Regions from separate parts of the Oryctolagus cuniculus genome. Here region 1 is linked to region 2. Evidence: chromatin contacts called from public Micro-C data. All regions are on one chromosome and are shown on one strand. Each heading gives the region's core, a stretch centred on a gene start, on an enhancer-like site or on the middle of the called end of the contact. The rest is flanking DNA. Distances are from core to core; before and after follow the strand shown. Region 1 holds the start of PNRC1 (proline rich nuclear receptor coactivator 1). Region 2 holds the start of UBE2J1 (ubiquitin conjugating enzyme E2 J1).

Region 1 (3,503 bases), core at 493-2,992, 240 kb after region 2:
AACCCAAGACAATCCACAGAAAAGTGACCGCCATGCTTAGTAATTTTCCCCCAGGACACAGCTAACAAACCTCCCATCTCTAACTCCAATAAACTCCCGAACGACAGCAACTTAACTTTCACTACGAAACTGAAGTCACGGGAGTCCATACAACACTTCCTTTCGCTAAGATCACTCTCCAATCACTCGGGACTGAATCCCGCTTGGGGGCTCGAATGCATTTTATCCAAACCCAGTCGGTCGGTACAACGCGCACTCAGCCAGTAACTTCCTTGGAAAATCTATCGTGGACCAGTAACGACCTTGCCCGCAGGAGGTGCGGCAGGTGAGATCAGCTCAACGGATACACTGACATGCAAACCGTAGCGCTTTCCAGGCCGAGAACGCCAACGCCAGCGCCGCTGCCGCCCGCTCGGAAACTTGAAAGCGCACTAAGTAGGTCAGGCCCAGCCCTACACGGGATTGGGCGCCCCACGAAGGCCGCGTTCACTTCCCGGCAAAAACCCAGCCCACCGCGGGGCGCCACGCACGGTCTCCGCGCCGCACTCCCGGCCCCGGAGCCGCCAGCCGTCGGGAGGCCGGGCGCCGGCCCCCGGACCCCGTCCGGCCGCCCCCGGCCCGCCGCCCACCTCCTTCATGAGCGCCGGAGCGCGCCGCACGTAGCGCGCGCTGACGTCAGCCCCCCCCCGCGGCCCCCCGCCCCTCCCCGCACTCCCCGAACGCCGAAACCCCCTGGAACGCCGCCAGCCTTCTAAATCGGGGCTGTTGCTGGGGCGCAGCCGCTCCCCTCATTGGCTGGCTCCCGGCAGCCAATCGGCAGCGCCAGCGCATGCCTCCCCTGCCCCCTCCCCCCAGCCGGGACCGAGCGGGCGTCACGGAAACTTCCCTCGCGAGTAAACAGCCGCCCCCCACCCCGCCCCCACCCTCCCGCCCCTCCGCCGCCCCGGCCCCAGACCCAGAGCCCGGCCGTGGCCCGTCTGGAGGCCGCCACTCCCCAACGGTCCCCGCGAGCCCATCGCGGCCTTACCTCTTTCCTGAGCGCGGCTTGGCCGGGCGCCGCGGGCCGCAGCGGCCCCGGGACCGGGCTCGCCTCTTCAGTCCGGCTGGCGGTCGCAGGAGCCGGGCCCGAGACGGCGGCCTGGCCCGGGACCTCCGGCGCCCCGCTCTGGCCTGCCACCGGGCTCCGGCCGCCCTCCAGACTCGGCCGGTGCTGCTGGTACTGGTGGAAGCGGCTGGGCAGCTGGCCCGCCAGACTGGCCCGCACCTTCTTCTTCCGCCGCTTCTTCGGCGCCGCCCGAGGCGTGCCTCCCGCCGTCGCGAGGCTGCAGTTGGGCAGAGATGCCGGAGCGCGAGGCTGGGGGCTCACACAGGGGCCGTCTCCCCCTAGAAAGTGAGGGAGGAACAGGGTCGGGGGCAGCGCCCGGGGGTCCGGGATCCGGGGTAAAGGCGGCGGAGCCGTGGTCACCATCGAGAAGGCCCCAAAGTAACCGCGGGTGGAAAAGCCAAGCGGCGCAAGGCGGCCGCCCAGGACGAGCGGCTCCCGCTGCGGGACAGAGACAACGGTCATAGCGCTAGGAAGCGAGTGGCTCAGCAAGAGGAAGAGGAGGAGGAGGAAGTGAAGCCAGTGATCGCAGGGCGGCGGCGGCTGCTGCTAAGAGAGCCAGAAAGAAGCGCGGACCATGACTCGGGCGGTGGCGGCGCAGCAACAAATAGCCCCGGCTCCGGCACCGAGTGTTGTTATCGGAAGCTCCGCCCTGTGCCCGCCCATCTCCCTGCGGCCAGGCAATCAGAGTGCGAGATGCCAAGTCACGCCCCTGTGGCTCCGCCCCCGCCGCTTTGGAGAGACACACACAAACAACTCGCTGCAGCCTGGCACAAAGAGCGCGCACTGCGCAGGCGCTGCCCCTGGGCTCTTTTGGGAAGAGTCGGTCCCGGGAACAATGAAGTTGGGTTTCAGCCCTACCTCCCCCCACCCCTCTCCCAAGTCAACCCCCGCTTCTCGCTCACCTGGGCCCCGGAGGGGGCTGAGCGGTCCGGGCTGGATCTTGGGGTGGCAGGGAGCAGAGGAGGAGATGGAGAATCAGGAAGCGTCAAGGCCGCTAACTGGTGCCTGCTCAGCTGCTGACCTTGAGGCTGTATCGTGTTTTATTTCCAGCCACACAGCATTATCATTATCTGAAAGATTTGAAAGTACTTTACAAGGATTTCTTCCTTAGCAGTGGTCAACATCAGTCTACCTTTAAACTACACATTTGGTGGATGTGGGTCACTTTTTTTTTTTTCCTTTTACTCAGTTCCGCCTTGGTGATAAGAGGAAGACTTCAGGCAGTAACTCAGGGATTGAATTAGCTACTTAATATACGAAAAGTTCGCCATAGAGCCATAAGTGGCTGTTGGAATTTTTGCTGCCTTCGTGTTTAAACGGAAGGACTTTGAGACTGGAATCGGCAACGCTGCCTGATGCTCCGCACAGATTGGCTCGGGGCTCCAAGGCAGAAAGTGCAGAAGCTTGCAACAGTGGATTTCCTACGGCCCTGCGCTAACCGAGTGTCTCTGCTCTCTTTGGTTGCCCACAAGAATAAGTTATCTCTTTTGACTTTCACTACCCTAACGAATAGGTATTGTATTTTATCCCCATTTTACTGGCGAGGAAACAGCTCAGAGAGGCTAAGGAACTTGTCAAAGGGGAGCGGTTGTGGCATAGCATGTTTACAGGGTTGCCTGATACACCAGCATTCCACATAAGCAACTGTAGGGGTCTGCACAGCTCTGCTTCTGATCCAGCTCCCTGCTAATGTACCTGGGAAAGCAGTGGAGGATGGATGGCCCAAGCACTTGGACCCCTGCACCCATGTGGGGGACCATGCTAGAGTTCCAGGCTCCTGGCAAACTGATGGAGCCATCTGGGAAGTGAACCAGGGATGGAAGATCTCTGTCTTTCTCTCTCTCTGCAACTGGGCATTTTGAATAAATCTTTAAGGGGGGGGGGAGACTTGTCAAAGAACAAGCAATAAGTTGTGGAATAGGAATTCAGCCCACAGTATGGCAAGACCAAAGTTTTAACATCATTCCTACATAGTACCTACCACACTAAATTGTAGGTTTGGAAAGTCACAATTATCTTACACTTCTCTGGAACCTCACAACATCTAACTGATATTTTTCAGCTTTGTAGTGGTAAGCAATTAGTACCTAAAACAAGACGTGTTTTATGATTGCTAGCAAAGTTGGACAGATGGAATTTCCAGAATAATGCTTCCCAATAATTTCATATAAAGTCTGATCTATAGTTTGATAAATGACTGCTGGGTTTTGTCATTTTTGCTAGTTTTTAGTCATTTTCTGTGTCTGTGATGCTTAGTACATAGTGAGAAGAAGAATCATACACTTCCAGAGTGGTACAAAGATCCTCCAGAGCCTTTAATTTAAATCCTCGTGAAATTCGAGTTGGCTTGGCCGTGTTGGTGGAGCACAGCAGACAGAAACGTGGCACTTCTTTCATT
Region 2 (3,414 bases), core at 598-3,097:
CAGAGGACAACTGTAGCCAGAAGCTGATGGTGGATCTAGATGCTAGAAGGTGTTCAGTACTGCTTTGTGCAGCTATTTGGGATCACATATACATAACAGTATAATAATACTTGATACACATCAGATGTAGTAATACCTGCTTTGGGGGCCAACATTGTGGCATAACAGGTAAAGCCACCGCCTACAACGCTGGCATCCCATATGGGCAACAGTCCATGCCCCGGCTACTCCGCTTCCAATCCAGCTTCCTGCCCAAATGTCTGGGTCCCTGCTGCCCACCATGGGAGTCCCGCATGAAGCTCCTGGCTATTGCGGTCATTTAGGGTGTAAACCAGTGGATGGAAGGTCCCTCTCTCTCACCCTCTCTGTGACTCTTTCAAATAAATAAATACCCTGCTTTGTCACCCTGGCTATTGCCCAACCCAGGGGCTTCTGTAGAGCTATGGCAGGAGACAGTGTGAAGTGTTGCACTATTTGAAGGTCCAACACAAAGAGAGAGTGGATGAGGGAAACAGCACATTGGAGTTTGGTTTGTCTTTGCGAATGTTGGCCAATCAGGTTATCAGTTTACTACTCAGAAACCACTATGGAATGGTTTAAAAGAGCTCATCTAATTTTAGATATTCTTCACTTTTTTTTTCCTTCCAAGTTCGCTCTTTGCAAAGATTGCTAGTATGATTCAGATGCCAAGAAAGGCACTTAAGAGATTGAGACTGTTATCTAAATTCACTACATATATACAGATTGTGGTAAACTCTAACAGAAAGCAAATCAAACCAAGGAGTTTTCTATCTAATATAACAAAAGCCTTGCCAGAGCTGTGGAAGCTTTATCCCACCTGGAATTCGCCCCTCTCCCGGCACTGCTCCTTCCCGGTCCTAAGGTCTTTGTGCTCCGTTAGCCTTCCAGAAGCCCCAGTCCTCTCTCCCCAACCTCTCATTTGACAGGGAAGCATGAAGTGTGTCTTTGAGGCTTCATCTTTCAGATGTGTGAGAGCTCTCGCAAATTCAGTGGAACCCCCTACTTTATATTTTCAGACCGGTTTAATTTTTTTTAATCTTTAAATTTAAAGCCTAAAATGGTATCTCATATTTAATCACGTTATGGGGGGGGGGGGGATGCTATAAAAACCCTACTCAGGGGCCGCCGCCTGCAGTGCTGGCATCCCATATGGGCACTGGTTCGAGTCCCAGCTGCTCCACTTCCAATCCTGCTCACTGCCTGGGAAAGCAGTGGAAGATGGCCCAAGTTTCTGGGGCCCCTGCACACATTTGGGAGACCTGGATGAAGCTCCTGGCTTTGCCTGGCCCAACCCGTTGTGGCCATTTAGGGGAGTGAACCAGCAGATGGAAGATAAATAAATAAATCTTATATTTATATTTATAAATATTTATAAATAAATAAATAAGTCTTGTAAAAAATCCTATGGATTGAATTTTAAACAAACCAACCCTTCTTAGTTTCCTTCTCCTCGCCCCTCCCCGCCCTCAGTGACTGGATCTGAACACAGCACCTCACAAACCCCCGCAACCCAGCGCGCGGGCAGCTTTGCGTCGCGGGCTCTGCGCCCGCTGCGAGAGCTCCAGAGAGCCGAGAGGTGCGGGCCCGCCGGCAGCTGTCGGGGTCGGGCAGCTTCCTGTGAAATCCCGCAGAAGGGCGGCCTTGGTGGGGGCTGAGGCCAGCGGACGAGGAGGAAGCCGCTGCCCGCTCTTGCAGGTTCCCGAGCGGGCTTTTCGGGGCAGGCGGCGGCCACGGAGTGACCGACCGCCACGAAGCGACTGCCACGTCAGGGCAACTTCACAAAACCCTGACGAGGGCGGGTGACGCAAGCCGGGCGGCCGCGGCGGGGTTGGGCCCGCGGCCACACGTGGAGGCTGACCTCCAGCCCGGGCCCCAGGTTCAGCGAAGCCCCGGCCGGCGCCGGCGCCTGCCCAGCCCTCAGGGAGGCGGGGGAGCAGCGGAGGAGGCGGCGCCATCGCGAAGCCCGCGCCTCGCCCGCGCCCTCACCACCCCGCCCGCAGTCCGGGCTGGGCTGGGCGGCGTCTGCGGAGGCTCCCTCGGCCGGGCCCAGTGTGCCCGAGCCGCGCTGAGACCCGGGCGGCGACCGCGGCGGCGCCGAGAGGAGGTGGCAGCGAGCCGGGAGGCCGGGCCCGCGCCCCGCCATGGAGACCCGCTACAACCTGAAGAGTCCGGGTGAGAAGGGCCAGAGGGCGGAATGACCCGGGTTTCTGGGGCCCGGCGCCGCGGTCCCCTAGCGTTGGCCGCCACTCGCGGCTCGGCTCCCGGTTTCGCGCTCTACGCGAGACCGCCGCTTGCCAGGGAGGTGCAGGCCGCAGGGCGGGGCGGCCGGGCAGACACCCGCTGCAGTCCCCGGGACCTGCCGGCGCCCGGCAGCACCAGCTTCTCCCTTTCCTCATCTTCGTTCTGGAGAGCTGGCTCATCATCCCAACCGCAGGAGCAGGTGGAAAGGTGATGTGCCGGTGGGTGGTGGCCCCTTGCGGTACCTGCAACCTGAGCACTATCCCTGCCCCTCCCTGTCGCTGCCGCCGGACTTTTATTAGCACTTTGGCTCTCACATTTTGAGGCTTTGGTGGTTTAAATATCCTGTTTGCAGCATTTGGTGTGAATAGAAGTTCAAGCAAAAGGAGACGTTTAGTAACTAAACCAGTTAACCAGGGAGCTAAAATAACCTAGTTGAGCCGTGCACTTGAGAGCTAACCATGATTTGTGCCAAAGTGGTTAAGATGATACATCTCTGTGTTCAGCCACAGAGATTTTTCTTTCCTGCATACACAGAAGCCGGCCCGACACTCCCAGCCTCCAGTTGTCTTCTGGTGGTGCCTCAGCAAGAGACAAGAAACTCCACTGTTTAGCTCTGAGTGGTAAATCCCAGGATCTTAGTGATGACTTGGCCAACTCTTGCTGCTGCTTAGTTTTTCCTTCCCCAAAAGCTGCTTCTCAGTAGGAATCAGCCAGGCTAGCGTCTTTATGCAAAGAATTGTCTACTGAGAATCTTTGATTTTAAAAAACATTTCAGCATATGCAAAAACTCTAGAAACTGATTGAATAGAGTTAGTCTGAATGCTGCCAGGCTACGAAATGTCCCTAGTCCCTAGGTGACCAAGTATGTAGAATTGGTTGTGGTATTGGGGGGGTATAGACTCCCTAAAAAAAATGTGGTGAAAGCCATGGGCTTTCCAAGAATTACATTTCCAGTGGGTTCACAACCCTCCCCCAGCTCATCTGCTAAAACCTTTTAGGGGAGTGTACGGGAGATCAGAGGGAAAGAAAAGCTTAATTTTTAAGGTTAGATGGTAGAGTGAATTATTTGGATTGTGGTAGGTTTAAATGAAACTATTTGGATGGAAACATATGGTGACTCCTTGGTCACATGGTGCCTTAAGTCTGCAGAAG

The links. Hi-C and Micro-C count contacts between places; a contact is called where the count stands out from the background.
Region 1: a Micro-C map of ear pinna shows a contact between it and region 2, with 6 times the contacts expected there. The contact joins the promoter of PNRC1 here to the promoter of UBE2J1 in region 2. A contact is called at or near these places in 3 of 6 Hi-C or Micro-C datasets (ear pinna, psoas muscle and skin fibroblasts).

The regions. Positions count from the first base shown.
Region 1 is chr5:83,408,829-83,412,331 of mOryCun1.1, forward strand. PNRC1 (proline rich nuclear receptor coactivator 1) reads right to left here and starts at 1,743. Exons shown (of 2, transcript XM_002714575.5): 1 at 1,028-1,743. The coding sequence starts at 1,567.
Region 2 is chr5:83,169,690-83,173,103 of mOryCun1.1, forward strand. UBE2J1 (ubiquitin conjugating enzyme E2 J1) reads left to right here and starts at 1,848. Exons shown (of 8, transcript XM_002714578.5): 1 at 1,848-2,193. The coding sequence starts at 2,163.